Linked DNA regions of Mus musculus: region 2 is linked to region 1. The links are chromatin contacts, called in public Hi-C maps. All regions are on one chromosome and are shown on one strand. The core of a region is the stretch at or near the end of the contact, and the rest is flanking DNA. Distances in the headings are between cores, read along the strand shown.

What was found. Hi-C and Micro-C count contacts between places; a contact is called where the count stands out from the background.
Region 2: a contact with region 1 is called in a Hi-C map of liver, with 3 times the contacts expected there. The contact joins two enhancer-like sites. A contact is called at or near these places in 5 of 39 promoter capture datasets (the C10 cell line, cranial neural crest, hematopoietic stem and progenitor cells and 2 more), 4 of 484 Hi-C or Micro-C datasets (liver, nephron progenitors and ventricular fibroblasts) and 1 of 115 datasets of contacts at active chromatin or transcription factors (astrocytes).

What each region holds. Positions count from the first base shown.
Region 1 is chrX:36,529,814-36,536,300 of GRCm38.p6, forward strand. No RefSeq gene overlaps it. Among named protein-coding and RNA genes, the nearest start is that of Gm14569, 40 kb to the left of the region's middle. Within about 2 kb of position 4,143, at least 3 of the 459 cell types and tissues checked have an H3K27ac peak or open chromatin away from gene starts, as enhancers often do. A contact at or near this core is called in liver, where this site is marked.
Region 2 is chrX:36,759,444-36,765,930 of GRCm38.p6, forward strand. The region is part of intron 3 of Slc25a43 (solute carrier family 25, member 43); the gene reads left to right. Among named protein-coding and RNA genes, the nearest start is that of Gm23613, 14 kb to the right of the region's middle. Within about 2 kb of position 3,103, at least 39 of the 459 cell types and tissues checked have an H3K27ac peak or open chromatin away from gene starts, as enhancers often do. A contact at or near this core is called in liver, where this site is marked.

The DNA.
Region 1 (6,487 bases), core at 2,893-5,392:
GAATTCAAATCCCCAGCACCCATGTAAAGGCTCTACTTAGCAGTGTGAGCTAAGCTACTTGGCAAGCGCAAGCACACACAGGCACACACACACACACACACACACACTTAAAATAGGTGTGAATGTGTATATGTGTATATGTGTATGTGCGTCAGATGTCAGTTACACCGTTGATGGGCTAGGAAAGCAATGGGAAGAGAACAGTAAGAAAATCCAGTTGCTGTGAGGGCAGCATAGTGTGGGTATGTGTGGTTGAGGCAAAACCACAAGCTCAAGTGTGAATGAGATCGCCATTGAGTTAAAGCCCAGGATCAGCCTCAGGGGGACGTTACAGCTTTCTGACCCAGCCTTACCAGAGTCTTGTCTGAAATCAAGCAGACCTTTTCTCTCATATCAGGGGTTCGTGTGATTCAAATCTAGCACTAGTGTTTTAGGGCCTTAAGTCTCCTAAATGTTGAAGCCAATGAAGGTCATTGGCATTATAGTGAGCTGTCCTATATAGAAGAAGGTGTCACTGTCCCCACTCACTCTGGGCTGGAAGTGAGCTTTCTGTTTGTTTCCTGGGTATTAAAACAAAGGGGCCCTGACTCAGACACATTCAAAAAATCTTCATTGTGACAAAAGAAACAGACTTGCCAAAGTGGGCTGGCTTTGCTATCACAAGTTTCCTGCCCGGTGCTCTAATACACAGAGATAACTTGGCCTCCTATTCACAAAGGCACCTCTTGGGAATAAAACGTCTCACAGTCAACCTGGCCTTGACGGTGTAATAACAATCCAGTTTTGCTTGCTTGCAGAAGGCAATGGAACCCTGGAACCACGCAACCCCGAGAGTCCAGGGATCAAACTGACTTTCTCATAAGTCTTTTAATTAGGGCTTTGCTGTGGAATCCAGCAAGCCATCCTAGGACTGTTGATCCTCTCACCTTGGCTTCTCCAGTATAAGGATTAAGGATATGTGTCACCACATTCACCTTTCTAATACTTTTGGTTTTTTGAGGGAGAGTCTCTTGTAGTTGAGGTTGGCCTCAAGCTTGGTATGTAGCTCATGGTAACTTTGAACTCCTCATTCTCCTGCCTCCACCTCCTGAAGGCTGGCATCCTCGCCCTGCCAATTCTTTTATTGCCGCTACAATTTGATGAGAAAAACAACAAATCTTTATAAACTTCTTCCTTGGGTGAAAAGGAACCTTTCATGAACTGCTTACTCAGTGATGTTTTTAACAAGAATAATAACTATCATATAATTGAGTTTTTATATTATTTTAATTAGCTTAAAGAGCAATCGGTTTACACTATTGATGTATGGCACTTTGGGCATGCTTTGGATATGCTACTGAACCTGATTCTTACCACACCACTGGGCCAGAGGCTCTCCAAGGAGGCCCAATTCACAGAAAACACCAGTGACTTGCCCAAGGCCACATGGCTAATATGAGACAGAACCAACTTCAAACCTACATCTGCTGAACCCCAAATTCCATATTCTTAATCACTGCCTCCTCTTTCCCAAGACAAAATTTTAGTTCTGCTAATTCCAGACCCCACCTCGGACCTATTGACATAGAATCCTGAAGGGTGGGGCATGGGAAACCATACTACACATATCAAACTGAAGGGTTCTGTGACACTCAGAAATAGGCTTACTAATATCATGTGGCCTTGTGAGGCTGTATGCCACTTTGAGACTAACACTGCTCAGTAGTGTTGGTCATTGGAAACCATGACTGTGGTGCCAGATGTAGCCCTAGAAGTTGGGAGTCAGAGGCAGCAGCATCACGAATTCAAGGTCACCCTTGACAACATATTGACTGCAGGAGACGGTTTTGTACTACGGCAAAGGAAACTGCTAAGTGATTGAAGAGGAAGTCTACAAAATGGGGGAAAATCTTTGCCAACTATACCTCTGATGGTTCATTAGTTTCTAGAATATACAAAGAACTCAGAAAAACTAAACACCAAGGAAACAAAGAGCCCAGTTATAAAATAGGATCTGGAACGTAAATAACAAGACACACATCCATGTTCAGTTCAGATGCATCCCCACCCCCTTTCTCCCAGCCCCACTGAAACTTTCTGCCCTCAGTAACTCCCCCATCCTGATTCATAGCTCATGAATTCTGGGTTCTTTTCTCCATTTCTTTCCTTAAATCCTCTTGTGATAGCACATGCCAGTAGGCAAATGTTGAAGAGGACAAGGAAAGAAGATCATGAGTTTAAGGCCAGCTTGGTTTACACACACACACACACACACACACACACACACACACACACACACACACACACATACACACACAGAGAGAGATAGAGAGAGAGAGACAGAGACAGAGACAGAGACACAGAGAGAGATAGAGAGAGACAGAGAGAGAGAATATGTCTCTCTCCTGGTGTGACTTTGTGAAAAAAGAAATAGCAATAGTGTCTGCCTCAGAGGGTTCGTGTGAGGACTTTGCTCTCTCTTTTGTAGCACTAGAAATTGAACCAAGCTTATTCTAATACTGGTTATCCACAGCTCAGATGTGAGGTTTACATGAAACCATTCAGGTAAGAACTTTCAAAGTCCTGGGAATAAATCCACTTAGTGGATACTGGCAGTCCTTACTACTGCTGCCTCCTTTGAGTCACTGCAGCTTAAGTGAAGGCATCCTTCAATACAGCAGAGAAGTAGCCGGCTCCATCCGAATGGCTTCTCCCATCTCACTCCACTTACATGGATGGCTCCAGGCTACTGATACTATCTATGCAGAGGACACACACTTGGGATGAAGAAATAGAAAACAGAGGTGAAAGTGAGTTTTGCTGACCTTAGAAAGACCTAGAAGTTTGTTCTATCCCTCAAAAATCCCAGTACAGTTTGCTTCCTTTCTTTCATCCACCTAGTGAGTAGGATCTCCTAGGCCTTCTTTGCCCATGATGTACATTTTTACTTCAATTTCACCTTGATATAAACCAAACAAGAGGGGGGATGGCTAGAGTCTGGTGGCCCTTTCCAGTCCTACCCAGGGATGGTTATCAATGTACCAACATCCCAGGCACACCTGAGTGTACACCAGTGAATCTGTACTTATGATTTGCATGCTATTTCTCCTCTCTTTCAAGGCCTACTTCAGTATTGAGTTTCCATCAAATGGAGAAAAGGGGGCTTCAAGCCCACTCCTAGTTTATTCTCCTATTAAGTTCATAATAAATTTTGTTTATTTCTTTAACTACAGTTTCTGTCAAGAAGTTCATGAAGAGATTTTTAACCAGTCCCATCCTTTAAGAGATGCCTCCTGAAAGCTAACCAGTCAACAGTATCACAAGGAGAAAACTATGGTCTGCTTCTTAAAAAAAAAAAAAGTTGCTGTTTTGTGATCCTGGGAATTGAGTTTAAGACCTGATGCCTGCTCAGCCAGAGCTCTATCCCTCTTTATGTTTTGTTTTGAGATAGAGTCCCACTAGTTTGCCTAGGCTACCTTGGAGTTCACAATTGTCCTACCTCAGCCTGCAGAGGAGTTGGGATCACAAGCCTGAGCCAGCAGCCTTGGCTGTTATCTGCACCTACACCCATGCCTCCGCCTTTATTAATAAGGAGCTAGCTAAACAAACAAGACTGCAAGAAAGCTCCAGAATTCTTGGTCTTAAAACAAAAAAAAAAATCATTACAGGGGGCTGGAGAGATGACTCAGTTGATGAGTTGATTCATATTTTTATTTTATAACCATTAATGCTGAGAACAGGACTTTGCATATATACATATTTAAATGCTAAAAATTGAAAGAAGACTGTTTCGGGCCATTTTAGAAGCTATTTGAACCACTCTTATCTATAACCATATCATGCTGATCTCAAGAGCTGTTGCAAATTCTGTCCTATCTCGAGCCCAAATTCACTTAATATGATTAGTTCATAAAACTCAAGTCTGCAATTCAAAAGCAATTAAAAGTCAAGCACTATAATACATATTAAAAAGCCTTTAATAACCACAATTAAACCATTATACTTCTACAACACCAGAAAACTTTATATATACAGTAAAAAAAAAAAAACACTGTAATTTACAGCATACCATATAGCCTTTAATCTGAGCCCAAGTGTTTCACAGTGGACTAGTTAGTATTGTCTGGTATGCACACACGCACAGTGCAAAGTGCACATGTGTGTCCAGAAAGAAATTATGCAATACAGTCACAAGACGAATGTGGGGAGGTGCTGCCACAGCCTCAGGTTGGGAGACAAATCTGAGGAACAGTTGGGGAAAGAAGAGCCTGACGCTGCCAATCTAAAAACCAGGAGGCTTGCTTGGTTCAAGCAGAAAAGTACACAGGGAAACATACTCGTGTCCTTGGTAGCTAAGGAACAGACTTTATCACCAGAGAGAAGAGTTGTAGATTTTGGCAGTCCTGAGCCTGGTGTAAGCAGATGGATCAACCTCTGGAAGCCTATAGAGTCTAAGAACCCTGAAATTCTAGCAGAATCCATGGCGTCTTCACCTGGATCCCTCATGCAGGGTGATCAGTTCTTAGGTGGTCTGGAAAGGCAAGGTAAGTGTTCCACCTGTACTGATCTCAGTACTGTCAATAAACTTGTAAACCCTTCTTCAGCTAGCAGTGGTTGCTACAACCCTTCAATACAGTTAATGCTCTGGGGACCCCCCCCCAACCACAAAATTATTTTCATTACTACTTAAATTATATAACTATAATTTTGCTACTGTTAGGAATAGTAACATAAATATCTGATATGCAGCATATTTGATATTCAACACCTGTGAAAAGGTCGTTTGACACCCCCCACCCCCGAAAGGGGGTCACAGCTCACAGATTGAGAACCACTGCTAACTGCTGGCTGATAGAACCTAAGGCATATTGTCTGGGGGAATCTGGGAGGGGTGAGCAAACCTGCCCAGCCCGAAGATTGCAAAACTGAGTGTGGCCACCAGAGGTCCCTAGTACACAAGAAAGGGAAGCTACTGAAATGGAGACATTCCAGTCATCCTAAATTTGTGCGAGCTGGGCTCAATGATTATCAGCAGCAAAAGAAAGCCAAAATTCCACAATTCTGTCTGACCTTATCCCCCATTTATATCATGCACATCAGTGTTTCATCTTTGATTTTGTTTTTTTCCCCCTTGTGTTTTTATTTTTGGCCACATTTTACCAGCTTTTTGTTTTATTTTGTTTGTTTTATTATAGTTGTAAAACATGAAAGGAGAGAATCTCTAAATACAGAGTGTGGGGAGGCCCTATTATCACAAGATTTTTTTCTGGCAAATCTAATGGAATAATAAAGAACATTTTTATCAAAATAAAAGTTGGAGGGACATCTCTAGCCCCCCTCATTTAATTCTCAAATTAAACACACACACCATAGTGAGAAATATACAGTGAATAAAATGTCCTAAATGTGAAAACTAAAACTAACAGTAAACAAATAGTTTCAAAGGCCTCCAAAAGTTCCTTATGGAACTGAATTGTGTCATCAATATTAAGAGCTCCTGATGCAATTTGTGTGGAACACTCTAGAAATTACACAAGCTGGATTAAATGTTCCAAGAGTTATAAATATATTACCAATGGCTCATTCTTTAAGTTGACCAGTGGACTATGCACTTCTAATTTCACTCTTGAAAATAAATATTAGGATGAAAATAATTCTTCCAGGTTGATTGAAGCTACAGTGTAAGTTTAATAATGTTTTTTATAATCAGATCAGATAACAAGATTTTCTCTACTTGTATTTTAAACCAACTGGTGAACAGAAATGTCTTTGTAATGCCACTATACATAATTTAATGTAATTTTAAAAGTTATGTGCGATTGTTGACTAAAACAAGCTTTGAGAGTTGTTAGGTCTTTCCTATTGGATCTGGGTCTATTTCCTTCATATGTATGTATACTATTCAGATGATATAACTTCTTCAGTGTATTTACTATTTTTACCTTTTGAACCATGTATGTGTGAGGGGGAGAAGAGAAAAGAAGAGAAGAGAGGGGTGGAAGGAGAGAGAGCATTGTGTGGTGCATCTGTATGTGTGTGCGAATGTATTCCATGTGTATGCTGGTGCCCTGGGAATTGAGAAAAAGGCATCAGATCTCCTATAGCTCAGTTACAAGGAAGTTGTGAGCTACCTGATATGGGTTCCAGGAACCCAACTCATGTCTTCTGGAAGAACACAAAGCACTCTTAACCACTGAATAATCTCTCCAGCTTCTTGTTTACTTTTTAAAGGGTTGGTTTGTTTTGTTTTGTTTTTTTTCTGGAGTTGGGGAAGCAGGGCTTCACTTTGTAGCCCTGGCTGGCCTGTAATTGGGGTTGTAGAGCAGGCGGGACTCAAACTCCAAGAGATCTGCTTGCCTCTGTCTTCAGAGTGCTGCGATTAAGGGTGTGCTGGCATTTACTTTTTGGTGTAGACTTTTTAAAACAAGATTTCTTTATATATTTTTGTTTTGATTTTTTTTCAAACCTCCTTTTATTTCTACTTTGTTTTAAAATTAGTACTGACAGT
Region 2 (6,487 bases), core at 1,853-4,352, 230 kb after region 1:
ACAACACTGTAATGAAACCTCTTGTGTTTTTCACATTATATTCCTAGAAATTTTCTTGCAGGCCACAAGACCTGAAGGAGTATTGAGGACTAAGCCCAAGGACATGTGTGAGTTAGACTAGGATTCTACTACCACTGAGCTACACCCCCTGCCACTGCATATTTTTCTGTGTGCCAAGATCTCCTTAAACTACCAGGACTGGCCTTGATCTCCCCACATAATCCAGGAAAGGCTTCAAACTGAAGAGCTTCCCGCCTCAGTCTCCAGGGAGCTGGGATTTTCAGCATGAGCTACCGTGCCCAGCTCACGTCCTCTCTGTTGCTCATGTGGTTTTTGTTTGTTTTGACATTTATTTATGTATTTATGTATTTATTTATAGATTGTATTTGTATCAGTGCTCTGTCTGCATATACCCCTGTATGACAGAAGAGGGCATCAGACTCTATTATAGATAGTTTTGAGTCATCTCTCCACCTCCTTGTTTCTTTGTTTTAAAGACACGGTTTCTCTGTGTAGCCCCTGGCTGTCCTAGAACTCACTCTGTAGACCAGGCTGGTCTCAAACTCAGAGATCTTCCTGCTTCTGTCTGCCAAGGGTTGGGATTAAAGGCATACGCCACCATGCTGACTCAATGAAATTTACACGAGGCAGAGGTGGGTGGATTTCCATGATTTTGAGAATAGCCTGGTCTACAGAGTGAGTTCTAGGACAACCAGGGGCTATACAGAGAAACCCTGTCTCAAAAAAAAAAAAACAGAGAGAGAGAGAGAGAGAGAATACCTTCTCTCTCTCTCTCTCTCTCTCTCTCTTGCTCCCAGGGACATCCCCAGCATTTTCTTGCCTCTTTTGAGTCTGTCCTAGCTTAGGTAAAGTTTGGTGAGCTCTGGATCTACCTAAAATCGAACCTTGAGGCCTGGGGGTGGGGCTAGTCATCAGAGAGGGTTTCAGGCTGTTCTGTGATATCTAGATGTGAAGCTGAGAGATTTTGGTCTTCTCCATAAATCTTCAGCTTTACTTTCTTTTTCTGGTTGCTAAAACAATGGCTTTCTCTAGGAGACTCTAGCCAACACTACATTCTGCACTAGAATATCACCTTACCATAGCAATCTGCCACCAACCAGGGTAAGAAACACTGAGAGTGAGAATTTGAGTGCAGTCCTACTCATTTTCCCTTTGTGTGGGAACCTTCTAGCTAATGTATATATACTGTGTCAAGAAGCTGCAGTCAAGGCTGCGTATGGTGTCACTTGCCTGTGATCTCAGTGACAGAGGCAAGAAGGTCACAACTTCAAGGTCACCATCATCTACATAGCCAGTTTGAGATTAGCCTCAAGAAAACAAAAACAGAGAAAACAGCTTTCAAATAAATGCAAAGTCATAGTGGTTGTTTTTAAAAACACAAAATAAATGTACTGTAAAATAGGATTAGCATCTAATTATGACTAACATCATAAATGTCATCTGAAGATATAGTAAGCCAACTAATATGACGCAGCCAAAATTTTATTCTTCATGGGTTAGTAAATATAACAATTTGTCCATAATACATATTTTTAAAATTAACACCCAGGACAGAACCACAGGCCTTCAAATGCAAACATGGCATTACCTTCTCTGTCCACTAGGTGTCACTGCAGTAAACACATAGTCTCTGGCCATGGAAAGCTATGAACCAGCAACTTAGTGAGTTACTAACCTCACAGGCCCAGCTCAGAATCGCTTTCAGTTAGGAAGATAAGGGGGCAGAAGCAACAGGAAACGCCTAAAGTTTTTTTTTTTCCTGTAAAGCACATAATGCAATATTCATCAAGAAGAGAAAGCCATAAGAACCACACACTTCCACTGGATCAGGCAGGTTTCCGCACTTCATTTGTCACAAGGGCACCAAGCTGCTGTGACCTGAACACAGTTAATGGTAACATTTGCATTCCATTGGTTTTCTCCATGGCACTGCCCACCATGAAGCAAATCAACAGCAGGTGTCTGGTGGATAGCCAACTGAACAGGGAGTTTTTCCCAGCACCCACAGTGGCTGACGCCTTTGTCTGAGTGCCTGTCTTCATGGGCTTTTATCCAGACATTCGGACATACAATCTGTCTGTCTAATACCACGGCAGGTTGGAACTCTTCTGAACATTAATGACAATAATCAGAAGTCTTGTTTAGCCACCTGAGCCCTTCCTTCACCAGGCTTACATGCATTTTATCCTGCTTTTCTTTTGCTTGCTTGGCCCTGCTAGAGGATGGAGAGGTAAATAATTTATGCATGCGCATGTTTTGAGAGAATGTTTCTCGGGGAGAAGGGTCAGTTGTATGTGGAATGAAATGCCTCTACCTTGTGTGCTTTCACGGACCCTAATGCCACCCTGCCTGAAATCTCCTTTTCCACGTGTCTGTACATTTTAACTCCAGCTCCTCTGGATACAGCCTGGCCCTTCTATCTGCATCTCCACCTGGCTAAGACCCTGGGCCAGAAGATGCTGGCAGCACTAAGTGTATTAAAGAAACAATAGGCTGGGCATAGTGGCATAACCTTTAGGGAGGCAGAGGCAGGTGGATTTTTGTGAGTTTGAAGGTAACCTTGTCTACATAGCAAGTTCAAAGCCAGTCAGACCTACACAGTGAGCTACTGTCTCAAAGGGGTGGGGAGGGTGAAGAAAAGGAAAGGATTTAATACAAGAAAGTATAAGATGGAAGAAATGTTGACAACAAATATTTTATGTGATTAATCTATAAGCCCTATTAAGAACCAAAGAATTATGGGGGGGGGGGGAACTATAATAGTTCCATAGGCAGGTGTATGTGAAAGAGAAGGAGAGGCAGGCTGGGAACACTTTGCTGGGAGTCTGGGGAACAGCTTCGAACATGGGACCTGGAGTCTGGTAGGCCTTATGAAAGAATCAGGAAGGAGGTCCACGAACCCTCCCTCCACTCTGTTGCTCCTATTAGTTATCTCCATTTCACCAAATACAAACCCATGTGCCGTCCTGTTGATTTATACCCCAGTGGACTTTGCCCCCACCACAACTCACAGGGTAAGCAGGATTAGGCCAAGTCAGCATTTGAACTGAAAGTGCATAAAATGAAGGACAAAGGTGGTATCCAAGTGGCACAGCTCAGTGAGCAGAACACACATGGTCAGTGAATAAACAGAGGCCCCAGCCTGCTCAAATAGCCTCCACTCGGACCGCAATGGATACCACCTTGAGCAAGCTTTGCAGATACACAGTCACTTCATTAACCCACTCGGGGCTTCTAATGCTCCATCCTATGTCTTCACCCCCGCCTCCCTCCTCAGTCCTGAGCTCATGGTTCTCACAGCCTGCTGATTTGGACCGCTGAGTAGCACATCTTCACGATCACTTCCAACCCACTGTCTATCAAAGTTACCCATGTTCCCCTAAAACTGTCTTTCTAGACTTTTCCCTTTCTGGGCCATCAGTGTCCTAGATAGCCAAGCTAAGCATCCAGAAGTTAGGCTTGCCTCTGCCGTCCCTTCATCCAACCAACCCAAAGTTCATTTGCTTCTGCATTCATAAGTCTCCTACATGGGTCCTTTTTTTTTTTTTTATTGCCCTGACTCCCAGTCAAAGTCCTTATCAGCTCATAGTGCAGCACATACTGTTCTCTATGAGTGATTCTAAACGTGACTATTAGTACTGAGTGGGAAGATATAGTAGGCACCGGGCCAAGTGGATGTTCATTATGTCATCCAATCCTTACAACAATTCACAAAGTAAGCACTGTTGTTACTATATCTGCGTGTGAGTGCCTGTGTGTGTGTGTGTGTGTGTGTGTGTGTGTGTGTGTGTGTGTGTCACAGTGCACATACAGAAAGAAGTCAGACAACTTACGGGAGTCAGAGATCTCTGTCCGCCACGCAGGGCAGGTTCTGGAGCTTAAACTCAGATCGTCAAGTCTTGGCAGCAAGCACTTTTACCTGTTGAGCCATCTTGCCTATTGAGATGAGAAAACTGAGGCACTGTAGATTACAAGCCCATCTTTGAGCAACGGAACTGGGACAAAGGCCATGCATGCAGGTTTGCCTCCCGGATCAGAGCTCACTTCAGTCCATGGGTTTCTTGCAGAACAAATGTTCTTTTGCCCTGTCACTGTGGCTCCTCTATCACCTTTAGAGAATAAAGGCCGGCCCATTAGCTTGGCATGTTTCCCTCACCGACTTCACTGTGCGTGCTGTATAGAAGCCCTTTGTATAGGGAGTTGCAGAATCAAATGTCTGTAAGAATTCAGAAACAGCATGGACAGGAGAGCTAGGGAGACCCAGATAACGGGCACTCAGCCCCAAACAATAAGCCTTTAAATGCATTCTAAGCCATCGTGCCTTTTGAAAGCATTCTGGAGAACTAAACTCTCTGCTCACAGAATGTGATTAGCATTTAAATATGCGTAGCAGAAAAGAGTGAAGTGAGCTGGTGGAGGCTGCAGCTAAACTGCAAGAGTCTCCTCTCAGAAGGATGGTTGCCATTTAGAAATGCAAGCCCAGTTTTCAAGGGAGCCCCTAAATTTACATCCAGATTGTGATGTGAAATCTTTCTTTCTTTTTTTTTTTTTTTAAGGCTGCAAATAAAAAGTACTGTCTGGGCAAAGCACAACATGCCTTCTTTTGGCCTCTGTTCAATTGAAGCATCCAGTTGCAATAGTGAAGAAGTTCCCCTCCCCCAAGCCCTGAAGACCAAACGTATTTTATATTCTGGTCAACAGGCCTTTGTTCCTGCAGCTACCTCTCTCTGCCTAAGCATCACTTCTGTCTCTGTAAAGGTTCAACTGAACTTACGTTGGTAGTAGTATCTGTTGCTTTTGTTTGCTGGCTTTTCCCACCCATAAGGCACACATTTTCAGATAATGCATAAAGGCAGCTATTTAAGCCTTTGAGAACCACAATGCAGGCACTCTAGCCCACTGGAGAGGGAGTCCTGGGGAAGAAGAAACTAAATTAACTATAGGGTACCTTCTCTGAAAAGGTGGATGCTGTTTTTCACTGACTCCCTCTTCTACTCCCATGTCTATGGGCACAGTCGTTGTATTCCCAAAAGTTGTGGGTGAGTAACTCCTTTTAAAGGGTGCTGTTAGCCTCACCGTGGGTCCTCTCACTTTGACAATTTTCTTCCATAGCATTTTTTCCTCTTTTACCCTTTTTTATCTCAACATCATTGCTCTGCTGTCCCTTCCCTGCCAAAACTACCTCCTGGTAGCAGCTATCTTATTTTCCCAAGCAGAAATAGTCTCCTCAATGCCAGTGTCTTCGTTTGCTTAGTTTTGAGCATCCCTACTCTGGAACTCTGAAAACCAAAATACTCTAAAGTCAGAAACTTGGAGCATCCACATGATGGAAGATTCCACAACTGATCTCAAGTAAAGGACTGCAAACAAATACAGACACGCTGGAAAGACTGTCGATGGGGTGGGGGAGATGGTTATTACATACGCACAAGGGCTTCAGTTTGAATTCCTCAAACCTGTATAAAGCTAGGCATGACAGTAGTGTACTCTAAAATTCTAGCACTCCTCTTTTGAGATAGGGGACAGAATTAAAGGAATCCACAGAAACTCGTGGCCCAGATGGCCTCACCTGCACAGCAGTAAACAGAGATGCTATGTATCTAATAAGACAGAACTGAGGACCACATCTGAGATGTCCTCTAACCTCCACACATAAGACCCAGCACACATGTACCATCACACAGACACACACACACCATATACACATGCATATGAATATATGATAATAAAAATAAAAATTTAATAAAACAGCATAAAGTTACCTTCATGCTTTGTAAAATAAAATATATATGAAACATAAGTGAATTCCATGCTTTAAACTTTGCTCCCATTCAAAGATCTCTCTTTATATGTAAGTATTCCAAAATTAAGAAATATTCAAAATTTGAGGTACTTCTTATCCCAATCATTTTAGATAAAGGATACTCAACCTAGAAAGCTCTTTTCTTTTTTTAAAAGATTTATTTATTATTATAGATAAGTACACTGTTGCTGTCTTTAGACAGACCAGAAGAGGGCGTCAGATCTCATTATGGGTGGTTGTGAGCCACCATGTGATTGATGGGATTTGAACTCAGGACCTTCGGAAGAGCAGTCAGTGCTCTTAACTGCTGAGCCATCTCTCCAACCCTCTTTAAAAAAAAAGATTTATTTATTTATTTTATGTATGTGAGTACACCGTTGCTCTCCTCAGACACATCAGAAGAGGGCATTACAAATGGCTGTGAGCCACCATCTGGTTGCTGGGAATTGAACTCAGGACCTCTGGAAGAGCCGTCGGTGCTCTTAACTGCTGAGCCATCTCTCAGCCCCTAGAAAACTCTTTTATGCATGTCACAAGATCCCTTATATTATAAATGTGTTTCTTTTCTCTAAATTGCAAGCTCTTGGCCCATGGGAAGTATATGTTATATTTTTGTGTATCCCTAAAACATGTAGTCTCACATAACAGGCACTTGATACTTGT